Linked DNA regions of Mus musculus: region 1 is linked to region 2. A link is a contact called in public HiChIP or PLAC-seq data. All regions are on one chromosome and are shown on one strand. The core of a region is the stretch at or near the end of the contact, and the rest is flanking DNA. Distances in the headings are between cores, read along the strand shown.

Region 1 (6,689 bases), core at 3,923-6,422, 750 kb after region 2:
CCCAACGTTCTAGGGATGTGTGATTGGCTCCAGAGGAAGTACTGCCAGTCAAGGTGTGTTGGAATGTGTTGTTGAGCGTGCAAGCTTGGTGCTCCCCAGGAAAGTTCCATATGAACTAGTACCTACACTGTATCCATCGGTCCCTCCACCCTTAGCTATAGACAGACCGTGGACCAGAACCCCCTGCCTATTGTGGTGCAATAGAAAAACAGAGCCACGTGTGAGGTATGGCTGAGAGTGAGAGAAAAGAGAGACCGTGCAGAGGAACACAAAGATGACAGACACTAGTGACCAATCCCTCACAGCTCATCAGAGCTCGGCACTTCTGGAGCACATACTCCAAGCCAGGGTAAGGTGACATTCATCATGACGTCTGGGGCGGGAGTGGGGGAGGTGAGGGTGAAAACTGGACCGGTTTTCTGGAATGCTGATGTGAGAGTGAAGTCCAGCAAACTTAAAGTAACTGGGAAGGGCCTGCCTGGAGGCGAGGAGGCCCAGGGGGCAAGACATCTGCTGAACAAGATAGAGCCGGCTCCGGAGGAGAGACTCCGCCGTGCGCAGAAGCTCTGCGCTCAGCTCATCTGGTGCGCTCTGCACTACCCACGGCCAGGTGCGGATGACTCAGCCAAAGAGGACGCCGGTGCTGAGTGCACCAGGCCGCCGTGACACCTGGAAAGGCTCTAAGCTGCCCTCTGGTGGTCACCTCCACCTCCGCTTGGACCTCCACACAGGCTTAGACCTCCGTCTTCACACGGTCTGGAAATAGAGCCACTGAGCAGCTGGGAAGTGAGCCCTGGAATGGGCCTTAGGAGTCCCAGTTCCCAGAGACAGCAATGAACGTGCCTGGCTGTGAGGACGTCGGTCTTGGGTTATAAGCTCAGTGAACTCCGTTTGTCCACTGATTGCTCTCTAGTCGAGTTCCTGATAGCAAGCATGTCCACCCTGAATGCTCCTCCCTGTCAAACACCAGGCTTGAGGCTTAAGCTCCTCGATCTTACATCACTCAGCTGGTTGGGGGCCTATACCCGGACCCAGGGCTCCGTGTGGATCTGGGAGTCTCAGTGCAGGGTGAGGGCAGAGAGCTGAGGACCTCCGATCCTGACTTCAGTTGCTGTCCCCATGGGCTCACTTAACTTTCCTATGTGTGGTAAACCCGAAGGGCGCTTGCCCTTCTCAGATGAGGGCACATAAGAATGGGCCTCTCTCCCTTTTCCTCGAGTCAGGCAGGAGCTCTTGGGGCTGACACTGCTACCGAAGGTGCCCTGGCAAGTTAATGACTGTGTGCTCTGCCTCCTTTGTTTCCTTTATCCTCTAACCCTTTCCTCACAGATGACTCCCGCACTTGCACAGTGGCAGGTGCCCTTCGTGCAGGAACCTTAGTAGGTAAGGGCTGAGGACTGGATTGAGTCAGAGCAGTCGGCGCCAACATCCACTTCCTGTTTCCCATCCTCAGCCATTGACTGAGGGTCAGAGCAGAGAGAACAAGGGCGTTGATTCTTTATCCTTAGAAATGGGACACCGAGGCCCGCCCAGAGAGTGTGGACCAGGCAGCTCAGACCTGATGCTGGGAAAGTGTCCTAAGTAACACAGTATTTGTTCCCAGTCTCCCTGCTGCCGACTTTCCGCACTTTTCTCGGTTCCTCCAGCCGGTTGCTCCCGTGGGGTGGGAAGCAGAGCTGCTCCTGGGCCTTCTGTCGAGCACTGAGCCTACAAAGGGCCATTAAGCAGCTGCAGCTGCTGCATGTGAGCTGGGGCAGCGCTCCCTACAACGTCATGATATCTACAAGTCAGACTTGATTTTCACATAGCGCTCGCCTATTTGCTTGCCCGCTTCCCTCCCGGTTGCAGGCAGCAGCAGCTTGGTCTCATGGACCTAGGACACCTGCATTTATTTTAATTAATTAATTAATTAATTAATGGGTTAAATCAATTTTTCACGTGGCCTGGAGAGATGGCTCAGAGGTAAGAGCACTGGCTGCTCTTTCAGAGGTCCTGAGTTCAATTCCCAGCAACCACAAGATGGCTCACAACCATCTGTAATGAGATCTGGTACCCTCTTTTGTCATGCAGGCATACAGATAAGCAGAACCCTGTATACATAGTAAATAAATCTTTTTTTTTAATTAATTATTCACAGTGCTGGGAGCCTTGCTAGGAAAGCGCTCTACCACTGAGCAGCACACGCCTGGCCCAGGAAACTCTTTTCTATGTGTACTTCAGGTTAAAACGCATGGAAGCGCCATACAGAACCACTTGGGAAAATAAAACGGTCTCTGTCGTTTTCTCTCTGGTCTCAAGCCCAGACAACATTTCTTTTTAAAATATTGTTATTATCATTGTTATTATTATTTTAGCTGTTGTATGTGTGTGTGTGGCGTGTGCTTGTTAGTGTAGGTGTTTGTGTGTTTTGTGTAGGTATGTATAGCATAGGTCTAGATATCAGGTGTCTTTACTGGACCACTCTCCACCTGTATTTGTAGAGACAGGGTCTCTCACTGAGCCTGAAAGTTATTGATTAGGGCTGGGCTAACCAATGAGCTTCAAGGATCCTCCTGTCCCCACCGCCCTCTGTGTTGGGGTCAAAGGCACATGCCACTATGAGTGGCTTCTTACATGGGTGTTAGGGATCCAAGTTCAGGTCCCCATGCTTTTGAGGAATAGCCTCTATTGACTGGGTCACCTCTACAGCCCCATTGCTATTCATTTTAAGTTAACTTACATTATGGTATTTTCTTTCTCTTTTATATTTTTTTAAAGATTTATTTTATGTACATGAGTACACTGTAGCTGTCTTCAGACACACCAGAAGAGGGCATTGGATCCCATTACAGACAGTTGTGAGCCACCATGTGGTTGCTGGGAATTGAACTCAGGATCTCTGGAAGAGCAGTCAGGGCTCTTAACTGCTGAGCCATCTCTCCAGCACACATTATGGTATTTTCACATCTGTGTCTCATTGTATTTGTTTAAACTTATTCTCTCTATGTGCTCATCCTTCTTCTACGCTCAGCCTCCACACCTGAGTAGTTCTATGTTTTTTTGTTTTTCACGCAAGCTGGTATTTGGACACACTTTCCCAACCATGTATGCGGCTGCCTGTACTGATGACAGAGAGAACATGGTAATGCCTGTATGGTAGAGTTACCCAGGTACCTGATATGGCGTGCTATGAATTGTGCTTGGTCCCGTTGTCATGGAAACCAACTCAGGCAGATATACCCTCCTATTGGTTCTGCATGCTTGACCAGTGTGGCTGGCATGCTGTTCCCAACCACCGTTTCCCTGCAAAAGAATCTGGGGTAAAGCCTTGTGGACCATGGCCAAGGGCGTGTTGTTTTCTGTCTTGGTCTAGAAGCAAGCGGCGGTGCCAGGGTTTCAAACGTACCCAGCCATTGCTCCTTGGTAACTCTGTTTTGGAGAAGTACAGCTGCCAAGCCTCTAAGGGGATAGGAACACAATGTCTTCCCAGGGCCTGACAACCAGTCATTTAACGTGCAGCCTTTTCTTTTTCAAGTCCTGTGTGAAAGGTCATCCTCAATTACCCTCTACCCTGTGCAGAACAGGGTGATTGTAGACCTCTGTGAGATAAGATTACGGTAAATTGAATGCTTTTGGCGTGGGTATTTTTAGAACGGCTTGCTTAGTTTCAGAAGGTTCGGTACACCATTGTGAAAAAACCTGGCAAGTTGTTGAGAACATGGGCTGTGGAGCCAGGCTGCCTAGCTAGCTAGACCCACTCCCCCACTTAGGATGTCAAGTAGCCTGTCTTGGGGACATGTCTTAGGATGACATGTGGCCAAGTCCCATGTCTCATCATGGGGAGCACACGGGGCTGCCATGAACCTGAATGTGTCTAGAACAGTCCCTGGCACATATCAGGGACTCAGGACTCTCTCCCTCTCATCCAGCCATGGTGTGTGGCAGTCAGCAGGCAATCTATAAGTGTGCTCTAAGTTAAATGAGCATGTATCGGATACTGTCTGCCAGTCACATACTAATCAGGTCCAACCCCACTCAGCTTCCAAGAGGAGAGGAAATATAAATATAACAGACCCCCTGATAGAAGTCTTCAAGGCTCTGTTTCCTCCAGAACAACCCAGTCCTAAAAGATGAGGACAAGGGGCTGTGAGGTCAAAGAGATGCAGACACATCTAGAATTAACGAGTGACAATTACTGGGGGAATTTACGGACAGAAGTGTGGACCCAGGCACCAGAATGTCCAATTTGGCATCCCACATTTTGACTCAGTTGGGAGTTTAAAGGCTTGAACAAAAGTGACTTGACACTACTGGAAGGTAGCTGGCTTATCTTAAGATGATCATGAAGAGCCGGGTGCATCCTGCCAGTCTGACTGCAAAGTCTCATAAATGACTCCACCTTATCAACTCATGGTTTGCTAAGAAATTGTGCAGTGACCACTAACTAGGGTTACTCCAGGATAGTCACAGGGATAATCAAGATGGCTACAGTCCTGGCAAGCTGCACCTACATCGTGTTATTTGGGGATCAGTTACCACGTCAGAGCGTTGCTTCTGAGCTGGACCACTACAGTTTGAACATCTCCATCTTTAAATGGCTCCATTCCTGTCCCCCCCCCCCCCCGACTTTAGGGTAGTTGGTATGGAATAAGCTAAGACAGATGTGTGGGCCTCTTGGGAGAAGCCACGAGGTCAGAAGACATCTCTACTTGTTGGAAGACCCTACAATTAAGGTCGGCAGTCCACCATGTCCAGATAGGTTCTGAGCTTGGCACAAAGTGGAGGACTACCTTTCTCTGTGGGGCTTTCCCTTCTTTGCCTGACCTTATCTGGAGAGCAAGACCCTGCACATATCCTCTACCCCTGGAAAGTCATGTAGTCCGTGGCCAAGGTTCAACTTCCATCTCTCCCATTAAGAACCTGCCTCCAAAGCACCTGGAATTCCTCTCCATGTAAATGAAGCATTCCGATTCCCACCCCCTACCCCCCACCCCCGCCACAGCCAATAATTTACTCTCACCCTGAAAACCACTCCTCACAGTTCATATGACCTTTGTTCACCTCTAATTTAAAGGAGCAAGCAGTTTCGCTGCAGGTCATCTGCTAAGAAAGCTGAGTCACTGAACACCATGTAAAAGAGCTCTAACTCTGAAATCCTCGGAGAAGCCCCGCCCCCAACTCACAGCTGGACCGAGATCCTGCTGACGCAACCCTTCCGGGTTCCGTCCGCTTCATGCCCCCATCCTGACCCCCGGAGTGTGCAGTGGTGCTTAGACACCCCGAGGGAGGAAGCGGAACTCAGAACCGCACCAATCACGCTGTTTATTACACTTAGGGGGAGTGTGTGCGCACATTCATGTGCATGTGGCATGACAAGTGTATGCACGGCAGAGATCATTTTTAGGAGGTAGTTCTCGCCCACCATGTCCTAGGGATCAAATTCAGATCGCCCAGTTTGGCTAAAAGGTACCTTCACCCACTGAGCCATCTTTAAGGCCCTCACTCACTCCTTCACGTGACCACGTCTTGCCCACAGCAGGGAAACTGTCGGTGGATGAGCGGAGGAAGCAGGAAGTTAAGTCTGAGGGCTTGGCATGATACCCTATCCAACCCTATATAATCCATAGTAGTTCAAAAGAGAGAAACCAGTTAGATTCTCTCTTCTGAAGAGTGTAAATTCAAAATGCACGTGGAGCATCTAACAAAAGGGCCCCCAGGGCGTGTGTGTAACTAGAGTGACATGTGTGACTGTAAAGAACCTATTCTAAATGGCAGCCACAAGAACTGGTGGGCCAAGCCTGGGACTTGCGTTTCCATGGGAAATGCTGTATATCTCATTTTTCAAGGGATGCGGGGTGGCTGGACATCTTCTGAGAGGGCACCCACCGTACTGTGTGAATTCTGAAAGCAAGCCCTATACCATCTGGGATTCTCTGGGCACAAGCTGCAGGGGTGAGGTCTAGGTAAATTAGGCAAGGCAAATTCATTAAAAAAGGACTTCGGGATCCATGAGGTTGACAGGAATAGCGGAAAACTAGACTTAGAAAATGATAAACCGGGCTGGAGAGTTGGCTCAGCGGTTAATAGAGCACTGACTGCTCTCCCAGAGGTCCTGAGTTCAAATCCCAGCAACCACATGGTGGCTCACAACCACCTGTAATGAGATCTGATGCCCTCTTCAGGTGTGTCTGAAAAAAGTTACAGTGTACTTACATAAATAAAGAAAAAAGAAAAAAAAAAGATGTTAGGCCTTGGTCAGAAGGGTAAAGAAGAAGCCTGGGTTCGCCATTTTTGTCACCTAGTGGTGGCTTCTCTTTTTATTGTCTGCCTCTCAGGGCTCTATCTGACTTCTAGACCCTCACCAGCATTTAAGAGGCTTAGGCAGGAGGATTGCAACACGTTCAATCTAGCCTAGACTACATGGTGAGTTCCAGGCTAGCCTAGCCTAGGCTACAGAATGAGACACTCAAGGGGGGAAAAAAAAGGGCCAGGCACAGTAGCACATGCCTTTGATCCCAGCACTCAGTAGACAGAGGCAGACAGATCTCTGAGTTCTAGGCTAGCCTGCACTACATAGAGATAGTAAGGACCAGGCCAGCTGAGACTACACAATGAGACCTTGTCTAAGAGAGAGAGCAGGAGTTCCAGAGAGTGAGAGTATAGCAGTTGCGTGTGGCCAGGTGACAGGCTGTGTCTCATGCACAGCCTGG
Region 2 (6,358 bases), core at 2,253-4,752:
TTTTTCAATGTAATACAAGTTAGGATGAAGAGGAATTTTTTTTCTTTTTTGAATCGCCTTCAACACATTAGCCTGTTGGGCATGTCTGTGAGGACATTTCCTTGATGGGCAATGTGGGAAAGTACAACACAGCATATTGAACAACACTAACCCTGGGCAGTACAGTTCTGGGCTAGATGAAATATTACAGCATTCAAGGACTGCAGAGAGAGGAGGAATTAGTCTTCCCTAGAATGGAACTCCCTAATTGATTACTCAATATCCAATGCTTTGAGTTAGCTCTAAAAGCATATACATACAAGCAACACTAAATGGACCCAGTAGGCTTTATTTACATATTTTCATAATATGTATATATTATATGTTTACATATATAGGTATATATACATACATGTATTTTTGAGTGGATAGAAAGAGTAGGAGAGAGGAGCGGATAAAAGATGTAAGTATATTTTACTGAAAATAAAAAGTTTTTAAAAAGATAGAGTCCAAGTGACAAGCCATGGGGAGCAGGACAGCAAGCAGAGATCCTTCAGAATTTTTACTTTGGCTCCTACCTCCAGGTCCTGCCTTGGTTTCACTGAATGAGACTGTCACAAGTAACCCACATAGAAGCTCTCATTTATCAGATGCTTTTGAAAGGTCAGCATTTTATCACAGCAACAGAGGAGGAAAAAAATTAATACAACTTACTTCTGTATGCATCCCGCCATTAAAAGACAAAAGTAAACACTACAGCGTATGCAAAAGATAAGTTGTTACAATACCTGGGGAAGGCAGACAGTCACGAGTAACGGGTGCTTTTTTATTTTCAACTTCTGTGTACATACATCATGTATCAAAGCCATCAATAGAAAAGCTAAGCCACGTTTCATTTTGGGACAAGCACTCCTTACATAGCCGTTGCCTTTCTCTCATAGATGTACACTATGACCACATGAACCATTAGAATAAATCCTTTCAACACATATCTACTCTGTGGCTGAGATGTACTGTAGTGCAGTCATCCAATCCCATCTCCCTGGGGTTGAGATGAGTGTCACTCCTGTGGGGCTATTCCAAGAAGCACATGAACACCTCGTCTTAAAAGGTAAGATTCTAATGGTTCCACATCCAAAAACTTGATCCCCTCTGTTGAGGAGACTCTGGAGAAGCTTCCAGTCACAAAGCTGGAGTTCCTTGAAATGGTTGCAACAGTATCCACGTTTCTCCTGCAGAAAATGACCCAATAGAGCCGGCATAGCTCCATTTTTATACTTGTTTTGCTGAATCAAAGTAACTATAGCATTTAACATATTTTTGTTTTCAAGGAAACCCAGTGACTAGATGACCATTGAGGATGTGTAGGTTTGTGTTATTTTTTTTTCTCTTTTCACCAATTTCTTCGTGGGTAACTCATGGGCTCTTCTCCTATCTATCAATATCTTCTCTGGTTCCGTTCAGCCTTTCCTGCCTCAACTGTCACCAACTGCCTTCTCTTCTCCGTTCTCAGACCCTATTCCTCTGTCTCCTGGAACCTCTTGAATCCTACTCCTAGCTCTCAGCCTCTGCTGGTTTTTTTAGATCCTCTCCTGTTGCCAGAATTCCACAAGGCAATTGGCAAAGGACATAGGGTTCTTTAAAGGGAAAGGCACACAAAGTAAATCCTACCACATAGCCATTTGTTTTAGCTACTAATTATGCAGGTTTGAAGTGGCTTCCCCATTCTTTCCAGTATCTTCTCCAGAGTTCTCTGGTGTCTGATGTGATCTAGCCTACGCACAACTGTGATCAAAACCTAACAGTGATGTTTCTCTTTCCTGTGACTTGGATACTGCTTCTTGAACCTTTATACTCTTGGACTTTCATATGTTCTAGCATCTTGGGTTCTGGACTTATTTGTTGAAGTCTCTTTGTCTCCACTCCCAGCTAACCTTTGGCTTGCAGCTCTCACTTGAGCATGCAAGGTGCGGTATTCAGAATAGTCTGTCCTGTTTTGGGACAATCTGCATAGATGACATTTTTCAATACCTTCCCCAGAAGCATCTTCTATCTCACCCCTTACTTTAGGGATTGTCCTTGCTATTGAAATATTTGAGTTCTCCACTGCTGTAATCATCCCCATAAGTTAATGGCTGTGTCAGCCACATAAGGCCCTAACTTTCCTACTTGACCTTCTGGTCCCACTCACTTAAGTCACCACACACTTTCTTTCATCTGAGATAACTTTCCAGTCTCTAGAAATTGTGTATCAACCATTTGAAGTAGCCATTCTGAATTCCAAGCTTTTTGTGATACTAGGTTCATCTGCTCCTGTATCCACCAGACCTATTTTAATGCTGTTCACTTGCAACTTTACTTTTGACCTCTGATCATCAACAATTGTTTTCCAGAACACACATTTTCCAGTATTTCCAAACCCTCCTGGTCTTTCTACTGGAGCAGCTTTGCCTTTGATATAGGGAAACGACAACAGCTGAGCAACCCTGTCTCCTTTGTTAAACTGCATCTCTTTTTACATAAGCTACTGTTTTAATCCCTCCTTTGCAATCTTCATCTATAATTCCTGGATGCATAATGAATCCTTGGGAAGTCAAACTGTTCCTTCCCAAGATCATTCCTACTGTCCCTGTTAAAAGACCATAAACTCGAGTAGTTATTTTATAACTTTAGAATTTGGAGGACAGTATAAGATGTGTATCTATGGCCCAGTCTAGAACGGCACTGCCTGCATTAGCATGCATTAGAGCTGTAATACTTACTTGCAGCTTTGCTGCCTGCTTGTTATTTCCTAGCTGACAAGAGGGAAACAGCATGTACTTTTTGCTGCAGGGCCTCAAGCCAAGGCCCCAATTTTGCTTCACAATTGTTAGAAATTGCCTGTGATAACTCTCTTGGGCATACACTCATTCAGCCGGTGACAACTTTTACCACATCATCTGCATATCCCTGAAAGCCTAGGTCATCTTCCTGGTTTATATTTAGAAAAACCATTGCCCTTAGAGATGCCTTGTTCACAGTTTTGTTTCAAATGTCCATATTTCCCAAAATTAACAATGGGCCTTTTGATACTGGCTATAGCATGACCTCTCAGCATGGTATATGTTAGAACCTGCCAGGGACTGGGCTCAGTCGGCCCCCCTCAATCCGTGGGAATCAGGGGTTCTGGCAGGTAGACATGGAGTCGGCGAGAATTGACAGACAGACACAGACACGAGAGAGTGTGCTGGATCTGAATGCATTTTGTCCAAATGAACACCAGACTTTTAACACAGAAGAAAAACAAGAAAAGCCAAGCAAACACATCTGCCAAGTTACATTGACACAAAACAAAAAGGAATGCATACATAAAAAGATGGCGGGAACCAGGCTGAGAATGGAGCCAGGTGAATGCTCTGATGCAATGCTAGTCTATTGTTAAACCCACCACTAGGGGTTCTCAGTAAATACTTGATTATGCTATTCCTCTGGGCCTAGTGAAGAAACCTGCACCAACCCCACCTATTCCCTAGGCCATTGTGTAGTCCTGTGTTCGGGTGTGACTTAGCTATTGTCCTAAGTAATTAACTATGCAGACTAGCCCTGAGCTTTTCTAACTCTGTTTTGAGTAAATTGTAATGCCTAATTAGCTTCACAGTCTCTACTAGAAGTGAATTTGAATGTTACTCAATAGGTAACATTCTTACTGAATTCCAAGCTCTTGGTCGGCTTCAAGGACTTTCTAGGAACCATTGGAACACTGGTGGAGGCTTAGCTATATGTCAAAAATCAATCCTTAAAAGCACTTATAATAAAACAATACTGAAAAAAAGCACATGGATCCATATACCAAATTAATTCGGGGACAGGGTTTGAGTGTATGGGCTATTGAAATGCCAAGGTTCCAGGACGCTGTTTCCTTAAAATTCTTTGCCTCGGGACTGCTTTTCAGGCTTTTAGGACTACCAACCAGACTGCAGTGGAGTGGACATAGCAAGAACCAATATTGGTTGTGTTCTTTATCCATCATCCACAGATGATGCCTGCACCTTTGGTAGCCTAATAACCTTTTACATTCTGAATTTGCATTTTTGAATGCTAGGGTCTCTATTAATACCTCTCTTGCTACAAGGTCAGATATGGTTTTGTTCACTGCTGAGATCAATCTTTGTTAAAGAGAAAGAAGGAAAAGAAAGAAAGAAAGAAAGAAAGAAAGAAAGAAAGAAAGAAAGAAAGAAAGGAAGGAAGGAAGGAAGGGGAAAAGGAAAGGAAAGGAAAGAGAAGGGACAGAAGGGGAGGGGAGGGGAGGAGAGGAGAGGAGAGGAGAGAAAAGAGAAGAGAAATCAGTAAAGGCTTCCCCTAAGCCTTGTAAACAATTTTTGTAAATGCAGTAAATATTTTTTCCTGACTCAACTTTGTCCAAAGCTCTTAAAGCTACTAAATGAGGGCTAGAGAGATGGTTCAGTGGTTAAGAGCTCTGATTGCTCTTCTGAAGGTCCTGAATTCAAATCCCAGCAACCACATGGTGGCTCACAACCGTCTGTAATGAGATCTGAAACCCTCTTCTGGTGTGTTCAAAGAAAGCTGCTAAATTACATTGTTCTATGATTGTGTCTTCAAATTGAACCTGTTCTTTTACATAAGCATAACAGCCTTCACCTATCAACTGATCCCTGATTTTAATCCCCCTCACACTATTGTACTGTTCCAAACTCCTGGCTTCTCTCCACCATGACAATCATTGCAATTGAGGGGCATCCTCTAGTACAGCTGTTACCAATCCCTTCCAGTCTTGGGAGATAGTTCTATTTTTACTAGCCCTTTTTTTCAAAGTCTGTTTTTTCTACATAAGTGCCATGGACTGGACTCAGTTGGTCCTTCAACCCACAGGAGAATCAGGGTTCTGGCACTCAGGTGGGCAAGGAGTCGGCAGGGTAACAAACAGACACAAACAACAGAGAAAGTGTTGGATCTGAGTGTAAGTTCTCAAGTAAGCATCAGACTTATATACAGAAGAAAACAAGGAAGTTAAGTGATACTTTAAGGTCATCCAAGGTACATTGAGGTTACTAGATGCAAAATGACTCTTTACACAAAACAGAGAAATGCATACATAAAAGTTAAAATCAGTGTTTTAAACTCGGATAAAAAGCAGCCCCACCTAAGGTCAGCTTACTCTTAGAAGCCAGGGGCAAGGGATTCATGCCCTTGCCTCAGTTAATCCACTGTCACCCTAGGCCATTGTTAATTCTTGAGTGTGGGAATGACTCAGCTGTTATTCTAAGTATTTACTCTAGTTCCTTCTTAGACCACAACCCACCTTCTTCCTAGGCCATTGTAAAATCCTGCACATGGGAGTGACTCGGCTGTTATTCTAAGTTTACTTTGTAGAACTAGCCCTGAGATTTCTAGCTCTTTTCCAGTAAATTGTAATGCCTGATTTCTCTCACTATCTCTCTGTCAACACTGGAGGCTTTTCGCCTGAATGAGTAGCATTCTTACAAAATTCAAAGCCCAAAGTTGGCTCAACAATTTCCTAGGATCTTGGAACACTTGTGGAGGCTAATCTAACTTAGCTATATGCCAAATCATTCCTTGGCGGCACTTATAATCAAACAATATTGAAGGAGAGCACACAGACCCATTCACCAACTGACATAGGGACAAGTTTGGAGCATTCATGCTATGGGATGCCAAGGCTCCAGGAGACTAAGTTTCCATGAAACTTTTTACCTCAGGACTGTGTTCAAGCTTTTGGGCCTGCCACGTAGACTTCACTGGAGTGGGTGTGGCACATAAGGTAAATGCACCTTAAAAGATGTCATTGCCTCTTTAAAACATCTTAGGGTCATCATTTCTATGGGATGCCATCCTATTTTGTCATAACTTCATAGATCATCACCATTAGCAGGCATAGGCTGTAAAACTACTGAGAATGCTTTTGGTGGTTTTGTGACCCAGGATTGCCTGTCCTTAAAAGGTGCTGTGGGTTTAACCCTGATTCCTGTAAAACGGCTATCTTGTCCCCCTACCTCTTCACTTCTTTGACTTGGCTGCCCTTAGACACAGATATGTCCCCTCCTTCTACCTGGGGAAATCTCCCTCTTTGTGGTTCAGCCACTGGGAATGAACCTATTTGTTTTCCCATTTCTTGATTTTTTTCTTGCATTACTATTAGTAGTATTATTTCTCAAACTTCTCTAATTCCATTCATATTTTTTTTTAGTTGTCCCACTAGTCTTTCATAAGCCAAATAGCCCAAAATGAGATAAAGGAAGAAAAAAAAAACTGCCGCTAAAAACCATAAGAGAATGTCCCAACAAGAGACTCAGCAAATACCCTGCCAGCTTTTTGAAACAAAGTATCCATCCCTCCTTTTCCTGCCTCTTTCTCTATGTTA

What was found. HiChIP or PLAC-seq counts read pairs in DNA pulled down with a chosen protein or histone mark.
Region 1: a contact with region 2 is called in an H3K27ac HiChIP or PLAC-seq map of embryonic stem cells, with 5 times the contacts expected there. The contact joins two enhancer-like sites. A contact is called at or near these places in 19 of 484 Hi-C or Micro-C datasets (the C2C12 cell line, the G1E-ER4 cell line, the N1E-115 cell line and 6 more), 4 of 115 datasets of contacts at active chromatin or transcription factors (all in embryonic stem cells) and 1 of 9 other capture datasets (embryonic stem cells).

Annotation. Positions count from the first base shown.
Region 1 is chr8:94,186,114-94,192,802 of GRCm38.p6, forward strand. No RefSeq gene overlaps it. Among named protein-coding and RNA genes, the nearest start is that of Gm39228, 6.0 kb to the left of the region's middle. Within about 2 kb of position 5,173, at least 150 of the 459 cell types and tissues checked have an H3K27ac peak or open chromatin away from gene starts, as enhancers often do. A contact at or near this core is called in embryonic stem cells, where this site is marked.
Region 2 is chr8:93,438,644-93,445,001 of GRCm38.p6, forward strand. No RefSeq gene overlaps it. Among named protein-coding and RNA genes, the nearest start is that of Gm30132, 14 kb to the left of the region's middle. Within about 2 kb of position 3,503, at least 4 of the 459 cell types and tissues checked have an H3K27ac peak or open chromatin away from gene starts, as enhancers often do. A contact at or near this core is called in embryonic stem cells, where this site is marked.